Linked DNA regions of Canis lupus: region 1 is linked to region 2. Evidence: chromatin contacts called from public Hi-C data. All regions are on one chromosome and are shown on one strand. The core of a region is the stretch at or near the end of the contact, and the rest is flanking DNA. Distances in the headings are between cores, read along the strand shown. Region 1 overlaps ARID5B (AT-rich interactive domain-containing protein 5B). Region 2 holds the start of ARID5B (AT-rich interactive domain-containing protein 5B).

Region 1 (6,718 bases), core at 566-3,065, 110 kb before region 2:
CACTCTTCATTCATTTTTAGACCCTTTGCGCTCCAAAAATGCTTCTTGATGGTTGCTAGGCAACTATTGTTGAATACATGCAAGAGGCATTAATTGTGTGAACACTTTCAAAAACAGGGGGAAAACTGTTTAAAACTGAGGACACTGCCATACCTAAAATAAAACATTTCCTCCTTAGGTAGCTGTCCTGGCTTCTGTATGTCAGGGGGTAAGATGATTCACCATAAATTTCTCCCCTACTGACTCTGAATCTCCCATCATCCCTCCACAACCCCTCACTCAAAGATGTAAATCGCCTCCTCTTCAAATCTCACTCCCAGGATAACTGGGACTTATCTTATTAAATATTCTCTGCTTTCCTGTTGTGTGGTTCCTCACTGACCACATTTTTCCTGACATGTGTATTTCATACTTGCATATCCTCGGGGCAGGATAACTTGTGTCTCGTCACTTATTACATCTAGCTTTAGAACCCACTAAACTTATCATATAGCGATCGTCTCTTTCTCTGACCCAAATGGAAACAGCAAGAACTCTTCTATTTTCCACATCAAAGACTATGCTTTCCGCTGATGCCAAATGCTCTGTGCTTCTTACCAGTAAATGCAGACTTCATTTTATAGTGTATTTTCCCTGCACTTTTTTTTTTGACATTCCAATGTCATGATCAAGCTACAAAGACATAGTCTTCCATAAATTGAGTCAAACGTCTAAACTAAACAAAGGTAGAACTAACTTGTGGCAATGTGATCTCTCCCTTTTTGTTGAATATTAAGTGAAGAAAAAGAATTTTCCATCAGAGTCCTAAGGGCCAACTAGGCTAATTACATACTCTTTCCACTATATGGTTCACATGGGTAACTTAGTTTCATCATCTGCAAAATGGAGAAAATGATTCAGGGCTCAGAATAATGCCTGGCACATAGTAAATGGCATATAAGCAGCACTGGCAGCAATACTACTACTACTACTATTATTATTATCATTTCTGGGCCTTCGATTGTTCTTCCTACCATTTCTTGGCCATATAGTCTCATCTTGGTTAATTCCAATCAAGGATTACATCTTCCCTATGAAATAATGTTTTAAAATATTTATTTATTTATTTGAGAGAGAGCAGGCATGCTCACACATGCTTGAGTAAGTGGGGGGAGGAGTAGTGAAGGAAGGATAAGGGATAAGCAGACTCCCTGGTGAGCCTGGAGCCTGAGGAGGGGCTCAACAGAAGTTGTTATCAGAGATAAAATTGTATTAAATAACAAATATGATACTACACTTTCAGGTTGACTTTTGGAAATCCACAGAGATAAAGAGAGGGCATGGAGCACCTGGAATGGACAGAAGTCTTCATGGCACGTGCAAGCGTAGAATGCTTATGGGGGTAGGAAGAGGATGAAAAGAGACACAAGAACATCATGGCTCTGGAAGATTCTGGAGAGATCAATCCTAGGCCTCTCTGTGTCCCTACTGCCACCTCAAACTATCCCACAAGTAGAGAGCAGAGGCTAGCAGATCCCCCTCGACTTGGAGGTGAGTTGTGGTACACACTGTCGATCTCTAGCAAGTGTTCCATGCTCTGCACTGTGCTAAGAGCTTTAGGTGTAGTACTTCACTTAATCCTCATATGATATCCCCTGGAGGTGGGTAATATCACCAACACCAGTTTAAAGATGGGGAAACTGAAGCTTAGAGAGGTGAAGGAGTTGCGCGGGAGCACAAGGGTAGTATGTAGTGGTGAGTGGAGACTGAGACCTGGACCCATGTGGCATAAGAGTTGGGCTTCTTGGCGTGCTCCTGCCTCTGCACAGCAGCCGGCTCAAAGATCTATTGGGGGGGCGGGGGTAAACTCTGTTCCCTCAGACGGGAGGTCCAGGGGGAGAAGCTGCTAAGTGCTTGCAGTGACAACTGGCACGCACTTAACACACGCTTGCTCACTCAGGACTGTACGCTGGTGCTTTGGTGCTTATGTAACTGCTTCAAACTAAGAAAGAAGCAAGCCCGAGCTCGTTCATGTCTCTCCCTGTCCCACACGTTATTAAAGGAAACTCCTCTCATTCCTAGCTAAGGTAAATAGAATACCACAGCTAAGAATTGTTTTCACCAAATATTTTTTGAGCACCAATTAGCCTCGTGAGGGTCACCAAAGAAACGTGAAACCCATTTCTTGCTTTCTAGGCAAGCGGAACTGAGTTGGTCTGTTGGGAGTCAGAAGTGGCATAAGCCTTCCACATTCACTGGCCACCTAGGATACGGGAGGCTACTTCCTGGGGACACAGGGTTTTCCCAAGACTTCCCTTGGCCTTGCTCTCACAAAGCTGAAGCTCCAGGAAAGGGGATGGGTAGGTGCTGTCCACAAGCAAGAGTAGAAGCGCTGGGAACAGGGCGGGGTGCTCAAGTCCTGGGAGCACCTGGCAAGACCTCTTTGAGTAAGTGATGTTTAAGCTAAGGCCAGCAGGACTGGGGAAGTTTGCCAGTTTGAGGGGTGAAATGACAATGAGAATATCTTTTCCAGAAAAGACATATACGAAGACAGAGACATAGTCAACGGAGAGGACAGCAAGTTGAAGAACCCGAGAAAGTCCCAGACTGCTGGCAGTATAGACCACCACTGGGGGTGGGGTAGGGGGAGGGGTGCGAGGGGATGCTGTCCTCTGACCAGACACCACCAGACAAATGCATCACTGTGGTGAAGACTTTCTATGCTGCGGGCTTTAGCGACACACAGAGGGATTCAAGGAGGTGAGTGTAGGACTTGTGGCAGGATGGCCCAATGGCTAGGCAGGCAGGATTAGGAGAGACGGAGGGAGGAAGAGGGGACACACACACCCTGTTTTTTTTCCCCTGCTCTTTCATTCCATATCAGGAACACAGGGGAAGACCAACCTGGCCGCTCGCCCTGCCCAGAGCCTTCCTGCCCCAGCACCCTGTCTCCGTGACAGGGCTCTACATTTGTACATGTCATGCTGGGTGATAAAGGACTCACAATGACTCCTTTCATTCCCCACCAGCCCCTGTTCGGCTCCTTCTGCAGGTTGAGGGTGACTGTTGTAATATGTGATTCTTAATTTATTCATTTTCAGCTAGCAAATAATTTTTTAATTAGCCTGCTCTTTATTAAGGACATGGAGCCAGTTATTAACTAGGTGCATCTTTCGGTCTTTAAAAAAAGTGGATAAGGCGTAATCAATCTGTGATGTTTAGGGGTTTAATTGGTATTAGTCAACATCTTTAGAGCAAATCTCGTCAAGTTCCATTTTTAAGCCCTGACTCAACTGACAATCCCACAAGGCAGCAGGGAAGAGTGGGATTAATATATTAGTCACTTGTAAAACTTGCCAGTCCCTCAATTACCTTAGTTCCAGTAAAATATTCAAGGGAATAATCAAAATTTAAAAAAAGAATAAATATCTTCCTCTCTCCTACTAAATCTGAGAAGAAGGATTCACTTAGCACTTAAATGCTATTTAAATACTTAAAGACAATACTTAAATACTAAGTGTCTGTTTAATTCAGGGGTGCCCCCACTAGCATGAGAGCGCCTCTGAGGTCAGCTCTATGTTGTGTTCTTTATATGGTACTAGCTCTGTATCCTCACACGGGGCAACAGGCAATCACGGAGTTGACCATCAAAGCATGTTTGCTGGACACAGGAGTAAATGAACAAACTGTTCACACTGCAAGTATGTAATGTGGGAAAGTGGGGATCAAAACAACCACATGTGCTCCCAGAGAGACAGAGAAGGCCTTCAAATCACCCCATTTGGCAGACCTGCCCTGGCCAGTTGTTCTGTATGGTTCTGTTTCTGACAACAAGGATTGGGTATAATTACTCAGCATGAGACTGACTTCGCTTATGGAAAAGCCATTTAGGCTCTGAAAGGAGTGAGAAGGAGGGAAAGGAGTGTCATCATCACCTTCTTGGAAAGCCAGACCTTTAGCAGCCACTTAGTTATTCCTTTGTAATCCTTCCTGAGGCACATGTCAGAATTTGCGCGACCAAGGTCTTTGGTGTGTCTTTGCCACATACAAACACCTCTTGAGCATCCACTTAATGAGAGTCATTAGAGACTATAGTTATCAAAAATTTTTAGAAGTCCTTCCAATTTGCCAAAGTTAAAAATGCAAATGTACTTTTCCTTTGCTGCAGTCCCAGTGGCCCCGGGTCAGCCTACTTGGAATGATCTGCTTGATGATACACAGGAAACTTGAAGGACTTCTGCTAATATAGGCACCGCAATTTGGTCACGAGTTACACCTACACTTCTCAACTCACAGTGACTTGATCAAGCTGATTTGTATTTAACAGGTTTTTCCAATGACACCTCTCTTGTCCTATCTAGCAGCTGTTGCAGAAGTACACAAACAATCGATCATCCAGCTAATTTCAAGGCAATAGATGCCGATTGTGGATACAGTAGCAAGACCACAAGTGCAAATGCCCACTCTTGCTACAGGGAAATGTATAACAAGGAAAGGCAGACAGACAAATCCATGTCACCTTTCCCCAAAGCCATTGGAAATGACCCAAAGTCTTCCCCACTCCAAACTCTCTTTTAAGACACCCATATATGTCTGCTCAAAATAATGTCACTAAATTCTTTTTCTAAAAAGATTTTATTTATATATTTATTTGAGAGAGAGAGTGAGAGAGCACAAGCACTGGGAGTGGCAGAGAGAGAAGCAGATTCCCTGCCAAGCAGGGAGCCCTCTGCGACACCCCCCGCCCCGTTCTATCTCGGGACCCCGGGATCATGACCTGAGCCAAAGGCAGCCACTTAACCAACTGAGCCACCCAGGCGGCCCTGTCACTAAATTCTATGTCCAAGATCAAGAGGTTCCTTTACTGTGAGCTTCGTTCCAGCAAAAAAGAAGGCACAAATGAATCACGAAGATGTATGATAAAAAACTGTGTGGAAAACACTGTGATAGATGACACATCTCATTAAATATAATTTTATGTGATCGGTTACTGTATTGCCCTGTTTAATTGATTTATATACACTTTAGGAAGCTTTTTACTATTCAGAATGTAATTATATACTTTATAATTGGGTACATAGTTGATTAATTGCAATGTTGATGGTCATTTCTATTAAAAGCTGGATATCAGGCCCACGGTCAGAAATCTACTCTCCCCATCTTTAAAACATTGCTTCTACAAATAATGTTCTATGAAAATAAATTATATTTAACCTACAAGACTTTTGCTTCCAGCTCTGTTTCTAGTAGGGCATTTATATACAGCCATCAAGAGGATCTTTTCTTGGGATAATTGTCTACTTCTAAGTATCTGTGGTATAGGGTCATTCTCAGTACTTTGTAAGTTCTTTCCAAACAATTTCAGGACAAGAAAAGAACATTGATACAGATGATCATTTGTATTTAGTGGGAACTCAAGTCAATATCTACCCATGAAAACTTTTCTAGATTTTCTTCAATTCAATGGTTTGGTAGCTTTTGTACCCTTTAGAAGAACAATGAGAGGTTAATCTCTCTTCTAAAAGAAAAAAAATCAGAAAACATAATTTTGTCAAATCTCCTTCAAAGGAATTTCTTTTCTAGCTTCTTATCTGTTCAAAGCTGCTTAAGATATGGTAGTCAATATCAATCAGGAAACATTTGACCCAAAGAGATAAAGTCCGGAGGTATGATCGTTTGATGAATGGTCTACCCTTATCAGCTCATAATTGCTATTATAAACTCAACAGAAAGGTTCCCTTCCACTCTCCTTTCTGAAATAAGCCTCAAAGAAAAAGCAGTGGTGGTGTCACTACTAAACCTCACGCACTAAGCTCTGCAGTAGCCACTGGCTGCCAAAGCCAGCAGGTGTTATGTTAGTCAAAATTAAGAGTCTCTGAAGGTCTACACTTTATAGCCTTTGATGCATTTTCACATACAGTATTTCATTTAATCCAGATAGCAGTCTTTTGGAGTTTATTGCTCTTATCATGGCCTGTAATTCCTTGTGTGTGTGATTATATATACACATACATACACATTTTTGTATATATGTATCTCCTTGCTTACTAGTCACATTCCTAGACTCTAGACTTCATGAGGACAAGGTACTTATGCCTATTTAATTCACTAAGGTTGAATCGGGGTCCTAATGCAATGTCTGATACATAATAAGTTTTCCCTAAACATAGGAATGGTGGCTTCAACAGAAAGGAAAATAGATGGATGAATAAGGAACCCTGTGTTGAGGGGATTGTCTTGTTCATTTTAAAGCTAAGAAACCTGAGGCTCGAATGTGAAACTGCTTATGTAGAGGGGGCAGGCACATAAATCAACATCCACCATGTCTTTGTGTGGATATTGCTGAGGATGCTGTCTCTTATCTTTATCCAAGATATAAAAGGAGTGAAGCAGCAGAGAGTACACCACCAGCTCCATCTCTATGTGGCCTTGATCATAACCACTATTGCTATTATAGTAGCAGGAGCACTGTGCTAAACATTTCCTAGATGTTGGCCAATCCTTATGAAAACCATGGGAAACAGGTATTGTCATTCTTGTATTCAAGATGAAGAAAGCTCTTTCAAGTTAATTAAAACAACTAACAACAGCAGAATAAAGAAGAAAGCAGACCAAACATTATGCAAGTTGGGAGTAAATTTCCTCAATACCTATTATCTATTACCCAGAGGTGGGCAGACAGCAGTGATGGTGAAATGGTGGCTTCACTTCTCAGGCCACAGGAAGCCTCTAACTCAGC
Region 2 (6,654 bases), core at 426-2,925:
AACATATCAAATACTTACTTTAAAAAAGAAAAAAAAAAAAAGTGAACCATATCGAAACCCACCGAAAGAAATCCACCCAGCCCCGACCCAGCCAGACGCGAAGGTAAAAATCTTAAAAGGCAAAAAAAAAAAAAAAAAAAAAAAAAAAAAAAAATATATATATATATATATATATATATATATAAAGCATGTGATGTTCAAGCGGCAGGAGCAAGAGAGCGAACGATCTCTCTCGCGCTCTCTCTTACACACACACACACACACACACACACACATCCTTGAACAAAACCCTTCTCGAACAAGTTATTTGATCTTGACTAAAATCAGCAGTTGGATCCTCTTTGTAAAGCTGACAGCCAAACTCTGACAATGGCAAAATACTCGAGCCCCAGCTAGTGGCGCTACCCCTTTAAAAAAGGAGTCGATCCTGCTCGCCTGCAGAAGTGAATACAGTATTTTCAAGCTTGCCCTGTAATAAGCATTACTGGTGTTGGGGGGGGGGGGATAATAAAGAAAGAAGAGAGGGAGATATAAGTTTACCACCTCGCCGTGGTCGCTATTTCTGCCCTGGGGAGTGTCTTCTGGGAGGAAATAAAGTTTAGAGCTGGATAAAAGTTGCCGGCTGGTCCTCTCTTCCCACAACAGCTGGAGCTCCGCTATGCAAATCGGATCCTTTGGCGTACATCTTACAAAGAAAAAGTCGCCAAGGGACAAAATTCTTGGTTTGCCTTCAAGGTGGAATTGAAAAGCCTTGTAGAAAATGTAAGGTCCGTGCAAGCCACACGGTGAGCCGACCCACTGCAGGGGAAAAAAAGCACCAAATAAATAACGTAGCCATCAGAGCACAAACATCTATTCCCAGACACATTTACACACAGACATCCACACTCTTAATACAGAAGAGCCAACAGATATAAAGCTGGGTGGAAAAATAATAGAGCCCACAATTTTTCTGCCTCCCTTTAAAAAAAAAAAAAAAAACTCCGGGCACCCCCACCGCCACCTCTCCCTACTTCTCCATCTGAGGCGGTAAAATTACATTATGTATGTATGATCAGTGCAGGGATTTTTTTAAACAATAAAAATGATTTGGGGGGATGCAGAGGGTAAAAGTTTGGTGAAAAGTTTGTGGGGGGTGTGGGTGGGTGCAGAGGTGTGGGTGAGCTGGGGGGCTGGGGGGTGCCGGGGGGTGCCGGGATCGGAGGAGCGGAGGAGAGCGAAATACCTGGAGTGAGTTGGGCTCCATCTCGACGTTCTGAATTGATTGAACTCAACATTCTCTCCAAACTTGTTGGCTTGAATGGATTGCATCAGGTCCTGGCAGGGAAAAACATTCTCTGCCTTCAGCTGGCGTAATGTCTCAATATAAAACTGAGCTCTTGCCTCCCCTTCGGCACCAAAATGATTGAAAATATGTCCTAATATTTCTCTGACGACTCAATTTTCAGCTCCTGTCAAAACTGTGTCGGTTTCCTTCCAAATGTGGGATGATCAAATTCATAATCGGAAGAAAGGTTCCGTCCGATCTCGGCGGGAAGCGGATGGATCAAGGCAAAAACCAGATAGGAAGACTTGTAAAAATAAAATCCACCCTAAAACTGTGTGAAGATGAGATCTCCCTCTTCCCAATCTCCCTTGTCTAGGGGTGTCGTCTAATGAGATTTTTGGAGGAGGCGAGAGCTAGCGAGCTCCGCTGTGCATCTGACAGGACCTGCTTGTATATGTCTAATATAAAGAACATTTCCTGCAGAGATTCCGGGGCGCTGCTCCTCTTTCTAATGCTCCTTAGCAGATTTGCTGTTATTAGACATGTAGATTTGTTTGATAGTTAAATTACGCTTCCTCACTGCCATGTTTTCGAGAACTAATCTGTTAAATTATCTTTTGATGCCTATTTACATGGAAGGGAAAAGTGGGTTATCGATTATATAAACATATAAATATTAACGCATTTGTTCGCTTCGCAAAAAAAATACTCAGCAAAAAAAAAAAAAAAAAAACCCAGAAAGACAAGTGAGCAGTGCACACACATCTCAGGATTTTGCAAACAATATTGAACGGACAGTGACTGCATTTAGGGACTGGAACAATAAACGATGCATGATAAATCAATAAATGCGAGCAGCGAGTCTGCTCGGAATATGAATTCAGGCTCCCGGTTCTGCGTGTGCATTCTTTAATTTTGAAGTATATACACTAGTACGTGTTTACAATGCTGATGGACGCCAAGGGCGCTCTCAAATGATAATGTGTTTATATAACCCAGCGCTACAGGAATAATATACCGACTCCTACCCCACCCCCACCCCCTCCCCCGCCAAAAAAAAAAAAAAAAAAAAGGGAGGGGAGCTTCCTCATAATAGTTTGAAACTGCAAAAAATCCATTTGCAAACTAGTTAAATACAACCAGAAATTAAGCTGTTGAAAACCGGGGGCACGAACCGTAAGACAATAAAGGTTTTAAATGTGTATATTTATTGTTCCGGAGCCCTGGAGCATTGCGAGGTTTGCATGCACGGCTATTATGCAAACACAGAGAAACTTAAGAGCGACAGAACAAGGAACAGGCAGAGACTGCAAAGCCCTCGCTCGCCCCGACCCAGCTGCCCGTCCTCCGCCAGGCTAGATTGCATTTTCGCAGTGTTGATGTAAAATGGTGTACTCGCTTCCCCCACGCTCCCCACCCCCTTCCCCGTTCTCCTCCCACTCCTTCCAGCACCTCCCGCCCCCCCCCCGCCCCGATCTTATTATATTGGCACCAATCTTTCTAAAGTGGGTCTGGCATGCTAAAAAAGTAAACATGTACTATATGGGGAATAAGGTCTGTATAGTATGACAGTTGAAACTTGATCTGTGATAAAATTACAGGATGTTGAAATTACTAGTAAGCTATTTTTAACGCTTTCGCAACGTTTCACCTCTAGTCACAGCATCTAGTTGAAACAGGATTACTTTAATGAAAATTATATTCACATGGCTGAAGTTAATAAACCCGGCAGAGCACAAATGCCTCATATTCAGTGACTTGAGGTGGAAAGACCCTCTGTGTGTATTTTTTATGCCTTTTCATAACGTCTGCGTCCGCTGCAGTAAGAATTAGGGCACTTAACATTATCTAAACCACATTTTTGATTCAGAACATGGGGAAGTAATAAAAGGCAAGATCTATCTCGTTTCTATACACACAGAGATAAACGAAAGAAAATGGCAGATCCTCCAATTACAATAAGTAATAAAAGCTCATGCCAAAGAGCCGGTATTCTTAAAGATGAAAACTATTTTAATAATTTAAAGTAATATCACAACTCCGCACAATGAAGGAGGACAATGTAACAATTCACAGTCTCCCATCTTTGCATTAGCCAAATTATGACTTGCACATCACTCTTTAATTATCTTCCTTGAAATTTCATCTGATCTTTCTATTTTATAAACATGGGTTACAAAGAGAAATTACAGCTCTCCCCTGCTTTCTCTCTCTCTCTCTTTAACTTTAGGATGCATACTGCAGACGTTTGATTAGAATAACCCATTTTGTTCATTTTTTTACATATGAATGGACTTGACTGAAGGGCATTTTAAGTTTTTTTTTTTTTTTTTAAATACAGGAGAGATGCCTAAGGCTTCAGTTAGTCTCTATCCTGTTAGCGTAAATATATACATCCAGTTCAAGACATCCTATATTTAAAAACTTGAGTTGCAGTATTTTGACAAGATCATATTTGAGATCGACTCTGAGTCAGTTTCCTGTATGACCAATGCAGCAGCATTTATGCAGGAAACCTCAACAGTATGCCTGAGGGTATCCCTGGATTGTATATTAAATCTCTCTCTTAAAAAATACACAGCTCTTTAGAGCATCTAAGCAACTTCTGCTGGTTTTGGTGCTCTAAGTCTTTAAGTGTCTGTGAGGGACTTCATCTAATTAGAAACCCTGTTTCTATGTCTCTTCAAGGTAGGCGCTGAACTAGGCTGCATGCTGCGTAATCTCTCTTCTCGTAAACTCCCGATAAGGTTTTTCAGATGTTAACAATTGCAGGGATCTAGGTCTGAATATTTTTGAATATCTGCAGTCTTGTAATCAGATGAATGTTAAATTTCAAAACTGTATCACTGGAGTATCTTCCCTCTTTTTTACAGCACCACCACTACCACCCCCACGAACATAATAAAATCTAATAAATCAAACCCCTGGTCCAATCCTGTAAATGGCGCTTAAAATCACAGATCACAGTGGTGTGTGTTTACAAAAAAGAAAAAAAATCAAAACAAAAACAACAAAAACCAAAAAATATCCTCTGTTTTACCTCTTTAATATGATGCTTGATAGGCACCTGTAAATTATCTGTGTAGCAACTATCCATACAAAGAAAGTTTCAATTAAGATAAGGAGATTGTATTGAAACAGTTCTTTGAAGTAATGTAGTTAATAGCCTGTTTGATTTCTGCTTGTGAGAGAGTAATAACGTGGATTCAAGGCTCCATCAATCACAGAGCAGATGTAAGACTTGAGACACCGACACCCAGGGGAATAGAGGCAAACTCCTGCAGTGCAGGGTCCTTGGGCTAATGTAAAGTAAATACTCATAAACAGATTGAATGTTGTAAGAAGACAATCCATTCAGGACAGTTATAATCATGAAAGCAACTGCTTTATTTATCTATTAAAAAAGCTTGTAGCTGGGACTCACTGTGTATAAAAGAGGAGTGGGAAAGAAAGCAGTATATGTTTATATGACCCCCTATTTCTGGGTTCTTTCTTATACTATACTATACCCACACATCTATATTCTTGCTGCTTTACTAGCCCCCCCCCCCCAATCCAACTCTGTTTTCTTTGGTTTATTTAAGAGGTAAAAAAAAAAAAAAAAATTTTTTTTTAAATCTCACCCCCTCAAGGGGGTGGGGGCAGCAGTAGACACATTTTTTCAGTGCCTGTGAATCGTTTCATAAAGGATCAGGAGGATTAAGTTAGTTGCAAAAACCAGCAGTGACATAATTAGGCAGCTTGGGCTATAATAAACAGGATCATAAAAAAAAAAAAAAGTACAGTTTGAAGAAAGAAGGCAACCATTTCGAAAATTCAACCCTCTCCGCGCACCTCTGGGCCTCCCCCTCCCCCAAATTGCAAAAGACAACTGAAGCATTTTTGACCTTGGCTACAATAATACTTCATGTTTTAGCACTTTAGTCAGCATTTTATCTACTAATTGCTACACACTACCGCATGTGGCTCGAATCTGCCACTGCAGCTTTCTTTCACTGGTGAGCGAATTGCTTGATAAAGACTGGGAATTCAACCTGGCTGTTTCCTTTCCAGCTCCCCCTCGGCTGCCCCCTCCTTTTTTCCTTTCCTCTTCCAGCTAGAAGCCGCTAATTTTTTGCAGAAAATACCGCCCGGATCAGAACAGGGACGGTGAATGGTTCCCTAATCTCCTTCCACCGGCTCAACTCGGGGCCACTTGGGCGATCCCGAGGCAGAGGGAGGAGATGAAGGGGGGCGGGGAGGAAAGAGTGGGGGCGACGCCGGGGGAGGGTGGGTCCCGGCCTGCTGGTGGCCCTGATGCTGGGTGATTCTGCAGCCCCGGTCCCTGGGCTAGCCCATCGCGGGCTGGAAGTCCCTGGGACTCCGCGCTGCCCACCTGGGCGCCTCGACTTAGGGGCTCTCCCGTCTTGCTTGGTCAGGAAGTGGGGTCCGGGGTGGGGGGAGCCCCGGAGTCTGCAGACTGGATCGTGGATGGGAACTGCAGCCCCGTCTGAGGGTCAGCCACCGCCTCGTCCCCTCCCCCCTCCACGGCTGGCGCCGCCGTCGGCGCTGGGGGTGGGTGGCGTTATTAATAAGGCGGCCTCCCGCAGAGCTGGCTCGCCAAGACTCAGTGCAACAAGTCTATTGGGTTGGAGGAAGATAAACCGGGTTATACGGGTCATTGCTTTCCAGGGGACCTCTAGTGGTCAAAGGTTGAGCTACATCTTCAATGTGGGGCTCCGATTTGTGGCTGGTCTCCCGGGCTGCGGGGGGCGTGGGGCTGCACCTGGGAGCGGGCGGGAAGGTCGGTAGGGAGCCGGGTACCGCTTTCTCCTGCACTCGAGGCCAAAGCCAAGGGAGCAGCAAGGCCCTCCCTCGGAGAAGATGCCCCAGGGAGGGGTCATGGGATGCCCTTTGCGGACGCCGAGGCCCCAGGTTCCTCTGCCCAAAGTGCAGATGGAGACTTCCTATCTTAATCTTGATTTTTCCTCCCAGGTCTGAGATTAATTAGGTATTCTCAGGGAAGGTGGGTCAAATTTGCCCAAGCCATTTCCAGCCATGGTAGCAACGCTGAATCTGTTTTCCTAAATTTATTTGTAAATGAAAGCCAAGTCCCACTCAGTCACCCTGATCACAGAGACACCCAAGCTCCCTTAAATGTTAACAATTCATTGCCTTCCAGTGCCTTGATATTTATGGGTTATTTATTTTAGAAATAAATAAGCTTCATTTCTTCTTTTTTAAATTGCGCACACCGTGGTGGTGTACGTGACATTTGACTAAATCGGGACCTTGTTCCTCTCTTGGGATGACACACCATTTCATCTCAGGTGGTGAAATGCTGGGGGCGGGGGGGGGGGGGGGACGGGAATGGGTGGTGGTAACTCACAGGCTGAAATGAATTCTTC

Evidence for each region. A called contact is a pair of places that touch in the nucleus more often than the background predicts.
Region 1: a Hi-C map of skin fibroblasts shows a contact between it and region 2, with 2.9 times the contacts expected there. The contact joins the enhancer-like site here to the promoter of ARID5B in region 2. A contact is called at or near these places in 7 of 9 Hi-C or Micro-C datasets (amygdala, blood, liver and 2 more).

What each region holds. Positions count from the first base shown.
Region 1 is chr4:14,768,843-14,775,560 of UU_Cfam_GSD_1.0, reverse strand. All of the region lies in intron 4 of ARID5B (AT-rich interactive domain-containing protein 5B), which reads right to left. Among named protein-coding and RNA genes, the nearest start is that of ARID5B, 110 kb to the right of the region's middle. Within about 2 kb of position 1,815, at least 3 of the 20 cell types and tissues checked have an H3K27ac peak or open chromatin away from gene starts, as enhancers often do.
Region 2 is chr4:14,653,901-14,660,554 of UU_Cfam_GSD_1.0, reverse strand. It overlaps ARID5B (AT-rich interactive domain-containing protein 5B), which reads right to left and starts at 1,675. Exons shown (of 10, transcript XM_038534033.1): 1 at 1,226-1,675; 2 at 544-798. The coding sequence starts at 1,246.